2 separate regions of the Gossypium hirsutum genome follow, and region 1 is linked to region 2. The links are chromatin contacts, called in public Hi-C maps. All regions are on one chromosome and are shown on one strand. The core of a region is the stretch at or near the end of the contact, and the rest is flanking DNA. Distances in the headings are between cores, read along the strand shown. Region 1 holds the start of LOC107896433 (probable protein phosphatase 2C 55). Region 2 holds the start of LOC107896283 (acidic leucine-rich nuclear phosphoprotein 32-related protein).

Evidence for each region. Hi-C and Micro-C count contacts between places; a contact is called where the count stands out from the background.
Region 1: a Hi-C map of leaf shows a contact between it and region 2, with 2.0 times the contacts expected there. The contact joins the promoter of LOC107896433 here to the promoter of LOC107896283 in region 2. A contact is called at or near these places in 9 of 34 Hi-C or Micro-C datasets (callus, hypocotyl, leaf and 1 more).

What each region holds. Positions count from the first base shown.
Region 1 is chrA11:27,662,111-27,669,565 of Gossypium_hirsutum_v2.1, reverse strand. LOC107896433 (probable protein phosphatase 2C 55) reads right to left here and starts at 1,505. Exons shown (of 6, transcript XM_016821607.2): 1 at 1,216-1,505; 2 at 577-614; 3 at 1-254. LOC107896394 (zinc finger protein GAI-ASSOCIATED FACTOR 1) reads right to left here. Exons shown (of 5, transcript XM_016821565.2): 4 at 7,221-7,455; 5 at 6,662-7,127. The coding sequence ends at 6,880. It also overlaps the pseudogene LOC107905350.
Region 2 is chrA11:27,439,639-27,446,385 of Gossypium_hirsutum_v2.1, reverse strand. LOC107896283 (acidic leucine-rich nuclear phosphoprotein 32-related protein) reads left to right here and starts at 5,376. Exons shown (of 2, transcript XM_016821411.2): 1 at 5,376-6,747. The coding sequence starts at 6,243. It overlaps LOC107896268 (plant-specific TFIIB-related protein 1), which reads left to right and starts at 1,721. Exons shown (of 3, transcript XM_016821391.2): 1 at 1,721-2,678; 2 at 3,660-3,818; 3 at 4,208-5,205. The coding sequence starts at 2,091. The coding sequence ends at 5,047.

The DNA of each region.
Region 1 (7,455 bases), core at 256-2,755, 230 kb before region 2:
CCAAAAGGAAGATTATATCCGGTATTTCTCTACACTGCGTCACAAAAATTGTACCCACAAACAAGACGATTGTTGCGCTGTTCTTGCTTTCTCAAAATCAGGCTAGCTTTTGGCAACTGCTTTGACTTCGATCAGCAAAATAAACCCCACTAGGTTTCAAGAAGTCCAAGCCATTCCCACAACTTGCTACCAACTCATCCATATAAACATCTCCGAAAACAGCCTTGGAACTAGACACAGCCATTGTTTTTGCCCTAAGACAAAACAGGTTTCGAATACACCTATTATCAGATAGAGATTTACCAGAGTAAGAGAAAGACTGAATCAACCCTGAATTCACAGACAAAAATTTGAGCTGTCTAAGCAATGAATTTGCTGAGTCGGACAACGGAACTTGTTTTCCTGTAAGAGACCTTTGAAAACCAGTAAATACAACAGGTTTTAGCTTAGAAAACACAACTGCTGGCATCTTTAACCCTTATATCAAGTTCCCTTAATTCAACCACCGTTTGAGAGAATACCAGACCTTGTATTGCAAACAAAAGGCTATACGTTGACACGCGTGTAACCACCTACCAGCAATTTCCTCTAAGGAAGCATATTTGTCTCAATACCTGAAATAGCAGACAAAATAGAGGTATATTATATTATATGTATTATGTACATTAAGGTTTGGGCTTTAGGAGCGTAGCAAAGATGCATAAGCTCACAAAATTCAACAACAAAAAGGAAAGAATGGGAAGAGTTGAAATCACTTAAGCTACTCACATGGCTCAAGAATTATTCAAATTGCATTTAGATCAAAAAATAATAATAATATATTAACTGGATTTTAACAAAAATAATAATATTACTCATGAAAAATGGTTTTGGATACATTGTTTTTTATTCTTTTCTTAGCAACTTTTGAGCATTAGAAGAAACGAGTAACCAAAACATAGCTTAAGTGTATAAATGCCTTTTTAAAGTTAAATATTTCTGGCATACAATAAAAAGAAAACATATGAATTCTGCATACATCAATGACAAAAACACATGGATAATTTCAAATTTTTAATCATCAAAAAAGAAGAAAAAAAAAACGTTGGTAATTTAAAGAATCTAAATGCTGAGAAATATAATTCACAAAAACTAGAACTCTCAACAACTACCTACAAACTACAGACAATAGCCAAATAAAATGCAGAACTTGATAATGAAAGAAAAAAAAAGAACCTGTTGAAGCGGCTTAATCTGGTATTATTCGACACCTGAATGTTAGAGACAAAAAGGAAAGAAAGCAAAGAGAAAGAAAGAAGAAAGAAGCTCCGAAGAAAGACCTAAACGAGAATCGACGATCTCCGCAGCTTCTTCGCTGCCTCTCCCTCTCCCTCTCTCCCTCTCCCTTCGGCTGTGCGGATGCTGCGGATGTTTCACTTTTTCAGGGCAAGCGCTGTATTGAGGATAAACACGTGATACATTCTTGGACACGTACCCAACCCAACCCTCTATTCTTAGGACTTAAATGTATTTATTTCAAGTTCTTCCACCTAGATTTAATAGAAAAAAAATAGATTTAATAGAAAATATTAATACCATAATTAAATTATGGTTCATAAGTTATAAGAAATGATTAATTTTATATAGAAAAAATATATGAAAGTTGTGAGTAACTATGTTCTATACTTGCATGCTTAATTTTTTGTGTAAGTTTTCAACTCTTCAAGTGCAGTTGTTAATAAGTGAGTTTTAGTTTTGCTCAGTTTATTAATTTTTAGATTAAATTGTATTAATTTCTAACCTACTTATAATGTAATAGTTTGATTTTGTATTATAATTAACTTTTAACTATCTATTTTTAATACTTTAATATTTATAATTACTTCAACTTATATTTATATTTTGATGGTATTTTATTTATTATAGAAAAATTGGAACCCACAACAAGAGTGAGATATGAGGTGACGGTCAGTGGGAGGTTGGTGACTGACTATTTTTATAATATAGATTAAGCAAAGGTGGGGCGTGGACGGGTGGGTGCAATAAACAAATGGAGGGTTAGCGAAGCGGGGAGTTGAAGAGCGACGAGGTCCGTTCTTTTTTTAGGTTTGGGGTACAGCAAGGTTGTGGTGGTGGAGTCGCCTCATCCAAAAGTTTTGTCTCTACCTAGATATAAGTTTTAGCTATTGGATATCAAAATTTCTTTCTAAAAAAAATCAATTAAATGATACTAATAAAAAGGGCTACATCAATCAATTAATCAGTTGAGTAATGCTAAAAGCTTCTTCTTTTTTTTTTTTTTTTTTGCGTAATGCTAAAGGCTATAAGAAATGGTAAAAAAAATGCTCCAAAATCAATGGAGCCCATTAATGGATTATTTGGCCCAAATAGGAAAGAAAAGGGAAAACACCCAGTTAAACATCTTATTCGTTGTCTATATGGTCCTGAAGCCCAATAAACCAGTACGGTTTACAAAAGTCGAACTATTCTTGGAATTACATTACTTGAGTTCAACAAATAACCAAACAAATCCATTATTTTCACATAACTTGGGCAATAGTCTACGTACTAGCAAACATAAAAATAAAATGGCATAAATGGTACGAAAGGGAAAACCCAGCACAAATTTACAGATCAACAGAGTGGAAGATCAGGAGGTGGAGGTGGCAAATTCTGCATTTTGCCTTTCCCATTCTTCACTAGAAAAGCCATTGACAGTCCACATGTTGTGTGCACTTCCAGATGGCAATGCATGAACCTCATTCCTGAATTATTCATTACAGTTAATAAAGTAATCAAGGTGACAAAATAAAAACAAAACTGAATGAAAAATTTTATGGTTTTTAGCTATGAAATTCACCTGGATTATCAGCTCTGAATCGAATGACTGCCCATCTGCCTTCTGGCACACCCACTGTGTTCCTATAGGGAGGAAGGATCGTACAAGTTAAGAAGTGCAGTGGTGGAGTTATAGTTGCCAAGACCAGTGCCCAACAAGTAGAAGCTAAAGCCATGAAGGTGTATGGGATGCTTCTCAGTTCCTACTGTGCCAGTGTCTTGAAATATGACTTGAACTGCCCAACCATGTTCCAAGATACTAACTTGAGTCCCTATTGCGGATTGTGTATCGACACTAATGTTATTGGGAGCCCCATTTACAAAATCATACATCTTTTCTGGTTTATCAGGGAAATCCGTACTATAATATCCTTGTAAATTATTGTAATAAGCATTCAGAAGAGACACCATTGGTCTTCGAAAAGTTACATTGTTGACTGAAGCCGCAAAGATTCCCCCATCAGGCCCCTGGCATCTATCAGAGTCAGGTGAGTCGCAGCTGAACACGTTGAGTCCAATTGTCGATTGCCAAAGGAACATCAACAGGGGACCATTGGTGGTTTGGGTATAGCCTTTTGACTTGGTCCAAGAATGCTTGAACCGATGCAGTGTCATTTACATTAGGTATGATTGGTTCAAGAGGTGTCATCGACGTTTCACACGTGACTTCTGAGCTAATTTGTCTACTTTCACTGTGGGTGATGCATAACGGAGAATCCCACAAGAAGTTTTCATCAAGAAGGGGACGTTTTTGGCTGGCATGTAAGGGGCCATTGCCATGTTTTTGCCAATGGACAGGTCTGCTTTGATCAAGACGTTGTATGTCTGGCCTGGAGTCAGCATTAGGAACGTGGTTTTGAAGGGTTTTGTGTATTCTCCATCAGTTTCCACAACAGTCATAGTATGGTTAGCCACCATGAAAAAGTGCTCCATGTTAAGGGCTGCATTGATGATTCTGAGAAGATAGTTCTTCCCTTTTGAAACATTAATGGTGTATACATCTGCACAATATTAAATGAAAAGAACCCCCCACAGACCAACCATCAGTAGTTTTAACAGTAATGGAAATTAAGATATACTTGTTTGTTCAGTGCATTTAAAAGACCATATATACCATCTCTAGAACAGTTATGGAGGGGACCAGGAAGACCATTCAAAGTGTAGGCATCTGACCCTGGGGGACCTCCTCCTGATTCTTTCACATGTCTTTCCAAGCCCTGGACGTCTCGAAGCCAGTACTCTCCTGTCCAAACAACACCGCTTGGTTAAAATCATGTCGAGTTTCTGATACATGCAGATGAATCCTTGCGGATCAAGGTAGCTTGGTGAATACGAAATGGATTACCTAGTATAATGACATGCTCTTCAACGGGAGGCTGAAATGGATAACCTACTCCTTGCTTGGGGTAGATAATGAGGGGACCATGAACCGTTGCTCTTAGCCATGATATGTAAGCATGCCAGAAGAGTGTGCCCCGTTGGTTCAACAATGTAAACCTGTATTTGAAATTCTGGCCTGCTTGGATCGGACACTGAGTTATGTAGGCAGGGCCATCAAACCAGCATGTTAGCCTTCGGCGGACCCCATGCCTTTAATAAGAAACCGAACCAACATATGTCACTCCTATGCTTACTAGCAATATGGTGAGCTAAACAGCTAGAGGAGGAAAAAGAATGAAGTAAATTTACTGATCAACTTTCTTACAAGTGAATTGAAATGTTGTATGGAGTAAGATTAGAGACCTTGACGACCACAGTGTCGTCTTCCCAAGCATAAATAGTAGGTCCAGGATACATACCATTGACAGTGAGTATAGTTGATGTTTTGCACAGTTTTGTAATAGAGGCTGTTTGAACCTGTTAATTCACTGAGAGGTTTATTTCAACTTCAAAGACAACTCACAACTCATATGCAAAGCTGAAAATTGAAGATTATGAGTTATACTTTACAGAAAAAAAAAATTGTCTAGATCAAGTTCAGCAATTTTATTTTTAATCCTCAACATTACTTATTCTAGGTAGTGACATTACAAGGAAAATAGTTATATCAAGATTTTTTTTTTTTAAATTTGAAAAGCAGAATAAATAATGATAATGAGGGCCCAGCTTAATTGATAAGTCGACAACCAGACATTAATGCTCTAGCAACAGCGAAAAGAGGGATGGATGCATCAATGCCTCGTTATTATCCGCACAGGATTGCATTAAGCATCACCTTGAAGTCATAATATCTTGTAACACTCGCTTTATGCCATGCTTCAAGAACACCTCCAATAATGGAGAAGAAAAGAAGAAACAAGAAAAACCTGCAACAACTATTTTCCAACTTATTTCTTGGCATTCCCATACACCCAGAAAAGAAATCAAGGGGACCAATTTATACCAACAACAAATTGGTCCTTGAAAATCCATGTTTGGAGCAGTTGAGAAAAAAACTAGTCCTAACATTCTTGATAGTAGGAAACAAGTTTCTTCTTCAATGGTTTGGTAGACTGTCATTGTATTGAGCATGTAAGAGAGATTATGGTTCCAGGGGCTTCTGAGATGAGTCATCAATTGTTTCTTAGTATTTGTATTCTTGAAAACCTAATCAAATGTTAAAAACAGGACACATGATTATGACGAAGTATTCATCTCCAAATGGAATTCGTAAATGCAGAGAAATATGGTGGTTGCTGACTGTATCTACCTTGTATTGCTATATCATGTCTTCTAATTTGGAGCAGTATATGAAATTGGGGTTCACAGTTACATCTCCAACCATTCGAAATTATTGATGCTGTGGCAGCTAAAAATCCAGGAACAACCAGACAAGTCAGATTTTTATTGTTAAGGGGAAATCAACTCATTTAATGTTTTATTAACCATTTGTTGCTTATTATATTGCTTCTACTTAACTACTACCACTAAAATTAAATAAGTAAAATTCAAGTAAAAGTTAAGAGGGTAGATTTTTATTTTGCCTGAAATTGAAAAACAAAGAGAAGCAAGATTTGGTCAATGGAAGCAAAGGGAGCATAATGTCTTTAATCTATTAACCATATACACATTTATATACAGAATTTTGCAATGTTATGTGGATAATCTAGCTCTAAAGCAACTTAACATAAAAGACATTAAATTTATGCCTTTTAAGAGTTTTTCAATATAAATTTTATATTTGGTTAATTGTTTTAGTTTAAAGATAATGACGTTTAAGAGAGCTTAGAAGGTATATACACCCAAAAAGCCGGCATGCAATTTTCTCCTTCATCATCACATTCATTGACTTGGGTGCTCAAGTGTCTGCATTAATATTGTAGCTAGCCATGATATGGGTTGGAGGACCCTCCACAATGTAAGACGTTTTCCCTCTTTTGCAGACCTCAAATCATTTCAACAACTCCTCCATCCTCCATGACTTTTTTTTTTGTTGAAGAACATCCTCTAAGACATTATTAACTAGTTTGGAAATGATTAGAGCTTAACAATCTTTACATGAATAAAATTTAACTAAAATGAACCAATCTCTTACTGCAACTGTATATATATTTTGAAGTTTCAACCCAATATTTAAGCTTGCTTATGTTTTCTCAGCCCACTTATTATTGACACCACCCCAAATTAAACAATTCGACTTATTTTCCATATTTCATGCTTATGATATGATAATAAACAAAAGGGTTTTGCTTAACTCCCCGAGTTCTCGTTTGCTTTCATGATCTGGTTTACCTCATGGAAAACTACAGCTCATTCACTTCTCAATTCTTTTTTTTAGAAAATGGGAAAGAATAGCTTAAGTGATCATCTTATAGTTCCCAGGCTTTGATAAAATATAAGATAAACAATGTCGAAATGTCTCCACTTCACCCAAATCATTTTTTTAGAGATGTTACTCTTTCAGCAAGCTTTATACATTAGGTATCCTAATAAATTTGGTTCTAGTATTTAACCTTTTACACAGACGGGCATTTTCGCCTTTGTTGTGTACAAGGCAGCAGAACAATAAAAAAAAAGACCTCAACTGCCTCTTTTGATGGCTTGATGCTAACCCCTGCACTGGCAATTCTTATTTGTCCCATGTTATGAGCTCCTTCCAATGTCCTTGCTGGTGAAATCTCCACCCCCAAATGAAGTTGCTGCTGCAACAACATCAAGTTCATCTCCAATGGAGGTAATTAGAGCTGACAGGCCACCATTGGGGCTGCCACCAGCAGCCATTCCCAATCCAAGAAAATCCAGAGTTGCTTGCCTAGGACCAAACACAGGAGTTCCCATCATCAATTCCTTTAATCCTGAACTTCCATCACGAGGAAGCCCAGGGCCAAGCCCTGCTACAACAGAGGTATTCTCAGGCTCAACTTCTCTCTGACCCCATTGTAAATTATCTTGCTGTGCAGATAATGAAGATAATGAAGCTATACCAAAACCATGAAGCAAGGATGCATTAGTTGCGGTTGCTCCCATCTGAGCAGCTTTCTGCAGCAGTGCTGTGGCAGACATAGCAGGTTGTGGTGGTGGAGCGTACTGCCTGTGCTCTTGCCCTGCAGTCCCAAATATTGATGACCCATGGTTTGTTGAGAGGCATAGAGAAATTGGTTCAATGGATGGAGATGGAGCAAGGTCAGTAAGACAATCTGGTTGACCTACAGATTGAAA
Region 2 (6,747 bases), core at 4,127-6,626:
AAAAGTTTTGGTAATACTCCGTAACCCTATTCCGGCGACGTACATGGGTTAGGGGTGTTACACACCGTCCCTTGATTGAGCACATTAACTGATTGATAGTTGCCCATAAGCACTTCACGGTTTGCCACTAGTTCATAACTCTTGAATTGTTGGTTGTCATTACACACATGGACAGTAGCTCCGGAGTTGAGCCACCAATTACAGAACTTATCAATCATGGCTATATTGGGTTTAGTAATCATACCAATCTCCAAACTTTCGATCCCTTCCGTAACCATGGCCATTAAGTCCATGTTTTCCACCATATTGGCTTTGGAAGTTGTAACATCTTGCTTCTTTTTGAAAATTTTGCAATCCTTAATATAGTGTCCTTTCTTAATATAATTATAACAATTGTGAGATTTTTTTTCTTGTCTTGCACGTCCTTGGTCTTAGATGTGGCCTTTTCTCTTACCATTTCGAGAGTTCTTAGACTCGCTCACATGATTCACTTTAGAACTTTGGGGAAGATACATTGCATCACGCTTCCAAGTTTCCTCTTCAATACGCAAATGCCTAAGTATTTTCTCCATAGTGAAGTCTTCTGCCATATGCAAAAGTTTCTTCCAATAATTTTTCCAAGACGAGGGCAACTTCGAGATAATAGCCCTGACTTGTAACAATTCCAGAATAACAACTTTTAAGTCACGAAACCTACTTACAAGGACTTGTAATTCATGGACTTGATCCATGATCGGAATAATATCGAACATTTTGAATTCGAAATACTTCATCATTAAAAATTTATCAGTACCTTGTCGCTCGGTGTTGTATTTCTCTTTAAGAGCTTTCCATATTTCCACCGGGGATTGCATCGACATATAGAGATCATATAATTGATCAGACAAGTTGTTGAGGATGTGTCATCGACATGTGAACTGTGTTCTTCGCGCTTCTTCTTGAGTTCAAACACTTTCGCAATTTCCTCGGAGTTTGCATTGGGGGCGAGATCCTCCACGGGTTGTAGGTTTGGATCCAGAATGTACACTACATTTAAGACAGTAAAAAGGAACAACATCTTGTCCTTCTAACGATTGAAGTTTGAACCATCAAACTGGTCAAGTTTTACAAACTCTTGGTTCATCACTTTGAATGCGATGTTAGCCTCCGTCGCCGTCTATAATTAGTTATATTTGATTCTTGGATAATTTGAGTGGAAACGATAGAACCGGAGACATATATAGAAATAAAAAGTAGACTTCGAGGCGCGGATGATGCTTTCTAAAGAGAACTATTTGTCCCCACACAAAGTTGCTAAAGGGTTAAGACAAAAGTCCTCTCAAGATACAACGAAGTTTTGATTTTCCTTTGGTTAGCAAAATTAAGGAATTCCCTAACTCTCACTCTAGTTTCTAAAAATAGGATTGATTGTAATTGTCATTTGTGAGCACCATAGACCATCTATTTAGATGCACTCAAAGGATACTATTTTGAAGAATCACAACCCTTCATGTTGGACATACTTCTTAAAAGAAATATGTCCAATGAAAATGTATCCATTGAATGATAAATTATCACTTTCAAAATGTATCTATTGAATGATAATTATCACTTTTCAAAATTGAGTAAGTGCTCATCAAAAATTAAATTTACAATCTATAATTTCCAACACTTAAATCTTGCTTTGCTTTCCGTCAAGTGGTAGATGACTATTACTAGAATAGTTTGCTTTGTGTAATATGGCTTGCCTTTATATCAAGTGTGCATACCCTATTTTTGGTTATAATCTCAATGTATTTAAGATAATCATATCCCTTCCTTTATATAGATATTACAATCAATGATATTATCTTAAAAAAAGTATTTTACACAAAAGAAATATATTAATATTTTGCTTTTAAGTGGTTGGTTGAGTACATAATGTAATCATAAGTATACTTCTCAGGAGGAAAAAGGCAAATTTCAAATTAAAATTCAATTGCTACAAAAGAGTTGAATTATTTCGTTAAAGAAAAAGAAAAAGAGAAAATAGTTGAATTCTTTGTTAGTTAAGTAAATCCACACCCCCTTTCTTTCTCGCGGTAGTAAGAAAGAGTAAATAACAGTCGCCGATGAAGTGTCCGTATTGCTCGGCGGCGCAAGGTCGGTGCGCCACCACGACAACCGGCCGGTCCATAACGGAGTGCACATCTTGCGGACGTGTCGTCGAAGAGCGCCAATTCCAAAACCACCACCTCTTTCACGTGCGTGCCCAAGATGCCCCTCTCTGCCTCGTCACCTCCGACATCCCTGCTCCAGCTTCCGCTTACCAAATCCACGAAGACGACCCCTTTGAGCCCACGGGATTTATTACGGCCTTTGCCACATGGTCCCTCGAACCCAACCCACTCTTCCTCCGCTCCTCTCTCTCCTTTTCGGGCCACCTGGCGGAGCTCGAGCGGATTCTAGAACTCTCTTCGTCTTCAGCCCCTTCGGCAACTTCGTCTTCGACGGTTGTGGTGGATAATTTGAGAGCGTATATGCAGATTCTTGACGTGGCGTCGATTTTGGGGTTGGATTGTGATATATCGGATCACGCGTTTCAGTTGTTTAGGGATTGTTGTTCGGCTACCTGTTTGAGGAACCGGAGTGTTGAGGCGCTGGCTACTGCTGCTCTTGTTCAGGCCATTAGGGAAGCTCAAGAGCCTCGAACCCTCCAGGTAATTTTACATTTCTGAGTGGGTTTTAAAGTTGACTTGTTTATGCTAAAGTAGTTCAGTGTTAAGGCGGATTTAGTTGAACGTTACATTACTAGGAATCAAGTTAATCTGATACCACAGCTGAGAATTGTGCCTGTTTGCGGTTTTAAGACCCCTTGATAAATTTGTGAAGCTTAATGTATGTGTATCTGTACATATGCTACGCTGGATTTTGTAACATAGCTATTCGTTTATCCTGTAGATAATTTGGTTTGTTCCAAGTGTTTGCATATTTTGTTGATTACTTGTGGAGTGAGAATTGAGAAAGAAATGAGTGACAATCTGCATATTAGGTTCTCAACTTCTGCTTGTAGAGTTTGAGATATGCATCTTGTGGTCTTTTCCTTTAGTATACACGGGACCTAAATCTTATCGCTGGTTACCTTTCTTATAAAGTTTTGTACCTGTAAATCTTGTGACCTTATTTTAAGCTACTGCTAAAGTTTGTTAGATATCATTCTTCAGAGTAATGCGAGATTTCAGTTGGCCAAGAGGTCGTTGCCTGGTTGCTTTTATGAATAAATGAGAATTTGATTGGTATGGAAATGAAAAGTTTAAGTTGGGAGTTGAGTGGAGAGGAGAACTGCGCAAGCCTTAAGGTAAATCAAGAGAATGATTACTGCGTATGGGTGAAAATTTATGAGGATTTGAGTTGATGGAGAATAACATAAAATAGAAACCTAGAGTTCTGACGTGTAGAATTCCTTAGAATAAGATTTTTAAAATCTTGGAACTAATTGCTTATAGTTTTGTTTTCAATGTTGTTTTAGTACTTTGACCCTTGAAATGGAAAAGTGGTCAAAGTAAAGAGTGAGCACTTGACTGTTAACAGAGATGATTTTGCTTGGGTAGACCGTATCCAATGACATGAAATCACTATTGCATGTGGTACTTCCCACCCCACCTTTTTCTTTTATCTCTATTGCTTTTGTAAAATGACAGGAAATCTCTATTGCTGCCAATGTACCCCAGAAAGAGATTGGCAAGTACATCAAGATCCTGGGAGAAGCTTTACAATTAAGTCAACCTATCAATAGTAATTCTATATCAGTTCATATGCCGAGATTTTGCACTCTCCTTCAGCTCAATAAATCCGCGCAGGTACCTTTCGGTTCAAGAGTCGCAGCTTGGACCTGTAGTTGATGAAGTTGAATTGTAGCTGAATTGTAGCTATTGCCAATATAACCCTTTGCAGATAAATGTTAAAAGAAATTAAAAATTGTTTAAAATTGGATAGGACTTGTGAGAAATCATCTTGCAATGGATACAAGTTGTCAGGAAAGTTTTACTAAGATTATAAATTTATTCACTGTATAATTCATCAGTATCTGTATGTGGTGGCTTAAACATTATGTATGAATAAATCAAGTTGTGATGCCTATGGATTCTTTTAGAAACGGTACTTGATTTATGTGTTTCCATAAGATCCTTCTATTATAATCTGATTTCCGGTGAAGAAGGATATGATGAAGTTTTCCTCATGTCTTCAGGAGCTGGCAACTCATATCGGAGAAGTTGTGATCAACAAATGCTTTTGCACTCGCCGAAATCCGATTAGTATATCTGCAGCTGCTATATATCTGGCATGCCAATTAGAAGACAAACGGAAGACGCAGGCTGAGATATGTAAGGTGACAGGTCTCACAGAAGTCACCCTCCGAAAAGTCTACAAGGAGCTATTAGAGAATTGGGATGATCTACTTCCGTCTAATTATACTCCAGCTGTCCCTCCCGAGAAAGCATTTCCTACAACTACAATTGCCACAGGCCGATCTTCAGTGCCTAGAGTTGATTCAATTGATCTGAGTTCTACAGCGGACCGAGATAAGCAGCAAGACTCAAAGCCAATTAAGCCTAATGACGTGTCAGAAGCCGGCCTTCAAGCTAGAGGCAAAGATGATGCAGAAAACAATGGAAATTCTTCTGGAACCCATGCTGCTATGTTGAACCGGCCACCACATTTCAGGCAGCCCTGGCTTCAGTTTGGGGCTCCCGGTGTTAGGACGGTAGGAGATAAAAACCAGACTACCATTGGAGGAGACATTAGAGAAGCACAACCAAGCTGTCCAGAGTCAGAACATAAAGTAGATATGCCAAAGACAGATACCAAGGGTGCTAGTAGTTCGCTAAGGCCCAGCCAATTCTCAAGCTCTCCTGCTTCAAATGTGAGTACCATCACTTGGCCATTTCGTTCGCCAGCCTCATCAGGGCCTTCGCCAAACATGCCTATTGTGCATCCTCCAAAGTTGCCACCAGGTTTTGCTGAGCTTAAAGGATCCGGGACTCAAAATGGAAGTAAAGTTACCAATCCGAGTGGAGATTCCAAATGATAATTTAGAACTGGTCCTGGCTTGAATTGTTGTCGAACATCATAATTAATAACGATACATTTATTCCTGTTTTATACACCTGCTTATACTTTCACTAGTTTTGCAGGATTAAAAATAACAGTCGTAATGTCACATTGCGATAGTTATTTCATGGTTTACATCGATATTCAGTGTGGACAGTGATAGCATCATTTGTGCTTTCAGCGATGAGCGCCACGCTTCAGGGTTGCAATTTAAAATCTCCTTGGTGGCAAAGCTAAGAATTTATTCCCATTGCTGTGGTGTAGTGTTGTTATTTTGCTACTGTCATTGTCATGGAAATTCTGAGTTTGGGCCATAGGAAGCTGGGCCTGCTAATTACAACGCCCGATGGCAGTTCCGTAATTTCCTCCAACTTAATAGGCATTCTCCTAATATTCCCGATATTTACAATCAAAATGACGTGTCAAACCTGCGCTCCAGTTCATTATCTCTCATCTGTCTACATCCTTCTCGAGAACAAACACACCAACCTGAAATCTCTACCGTTCATTTTATCCACGTCAACGATCCGTGTCTTCCTCAATCCATTGGTTCACCTTCGTCCAATAATTCACAAAACCACCTCCCCCTCTAAAACAAAACCGCAGCCACGAACCACGAGCCGTCTAGTTCCCCCCCGCACCCCCCCCGGTCCCACCTTCTCTGCTCGAGGTTTATCCCGACTCGTCCACTCCTATAACCAATAAAAAGAGAAAAGTGAGAGAGAGAGAGAGGGAGGAAAAAAAAAAGAAAAAAAAGAAAAAGGAGAGGAAATTGAAATTATGGTTCTTTTTATTTATTTAATCTCTGTGTTTGAGTTTTTATTCTCAAGTTTGGAACTTGAAAGAACAAATCCCGTACATCTGGTAAAAATAAAAATATTTAGGGTTTAAAGCCATCCGAAATAGATTAAAACAGAACAACCTCTCCTCGATCTTCAAAATCTAGGGTTAGGGTTTCGTTTAAGTTTTACTCAAAATTTGTAGTTTCCTCCATTTGAATTTCTTGTACTATTATTAACTTTCCTCTTTTCTGGAATGACACTCCATAATCTCTTCCCTTTCGAACCATCCTTTTGAACCATTTCACTTTAGAAATATAAGAAACAAGCTTTATATCTGGTATTTGTTGATATAAATAGGGGCTATATGAGATAAAAACGGTGTGGAATTTGATGGATGAGATCTGGGAGAGAGCGGTGGAGACAGCGTTAGACGGGCAAGCGGACCACGCGGCGGTTAGAACCTTGACACTTGACGGTGCGGTGAAGTGTGTTCAAGGTCGCCTCCCGCCGCCGAGCCTTTTGGAAAAATTTGAGAATCTTCAACACCTTTCAATTGCCAATATCGGTGTTTCATCTCTAGAACAGTTTCCTCGTCTTCGAAATCTCCAGAAATTAATCCTTTCAGACAATAGAATAGCCGGTGGCCTAGAATTCCTCGTTGAAGCTGGTCTTGACTCGCTCCGGGACCTTGACTTGTCTAATAACCGGATTCAATATATAGAGGCTCTTGCCCCTCTTGCCCAGCTTAAGCTTGTTTCCCTCGATCTATATGAGTGCCCGGTTACCAGGGTCAAGGATTATCGATCTAGGGTTTTTGGGTTGATTAAATCGTTGAAATATTTAGATAAAATGGACGCCGAGGAAAATGAAAGGCCAGAATCGGATGATGAGGAGG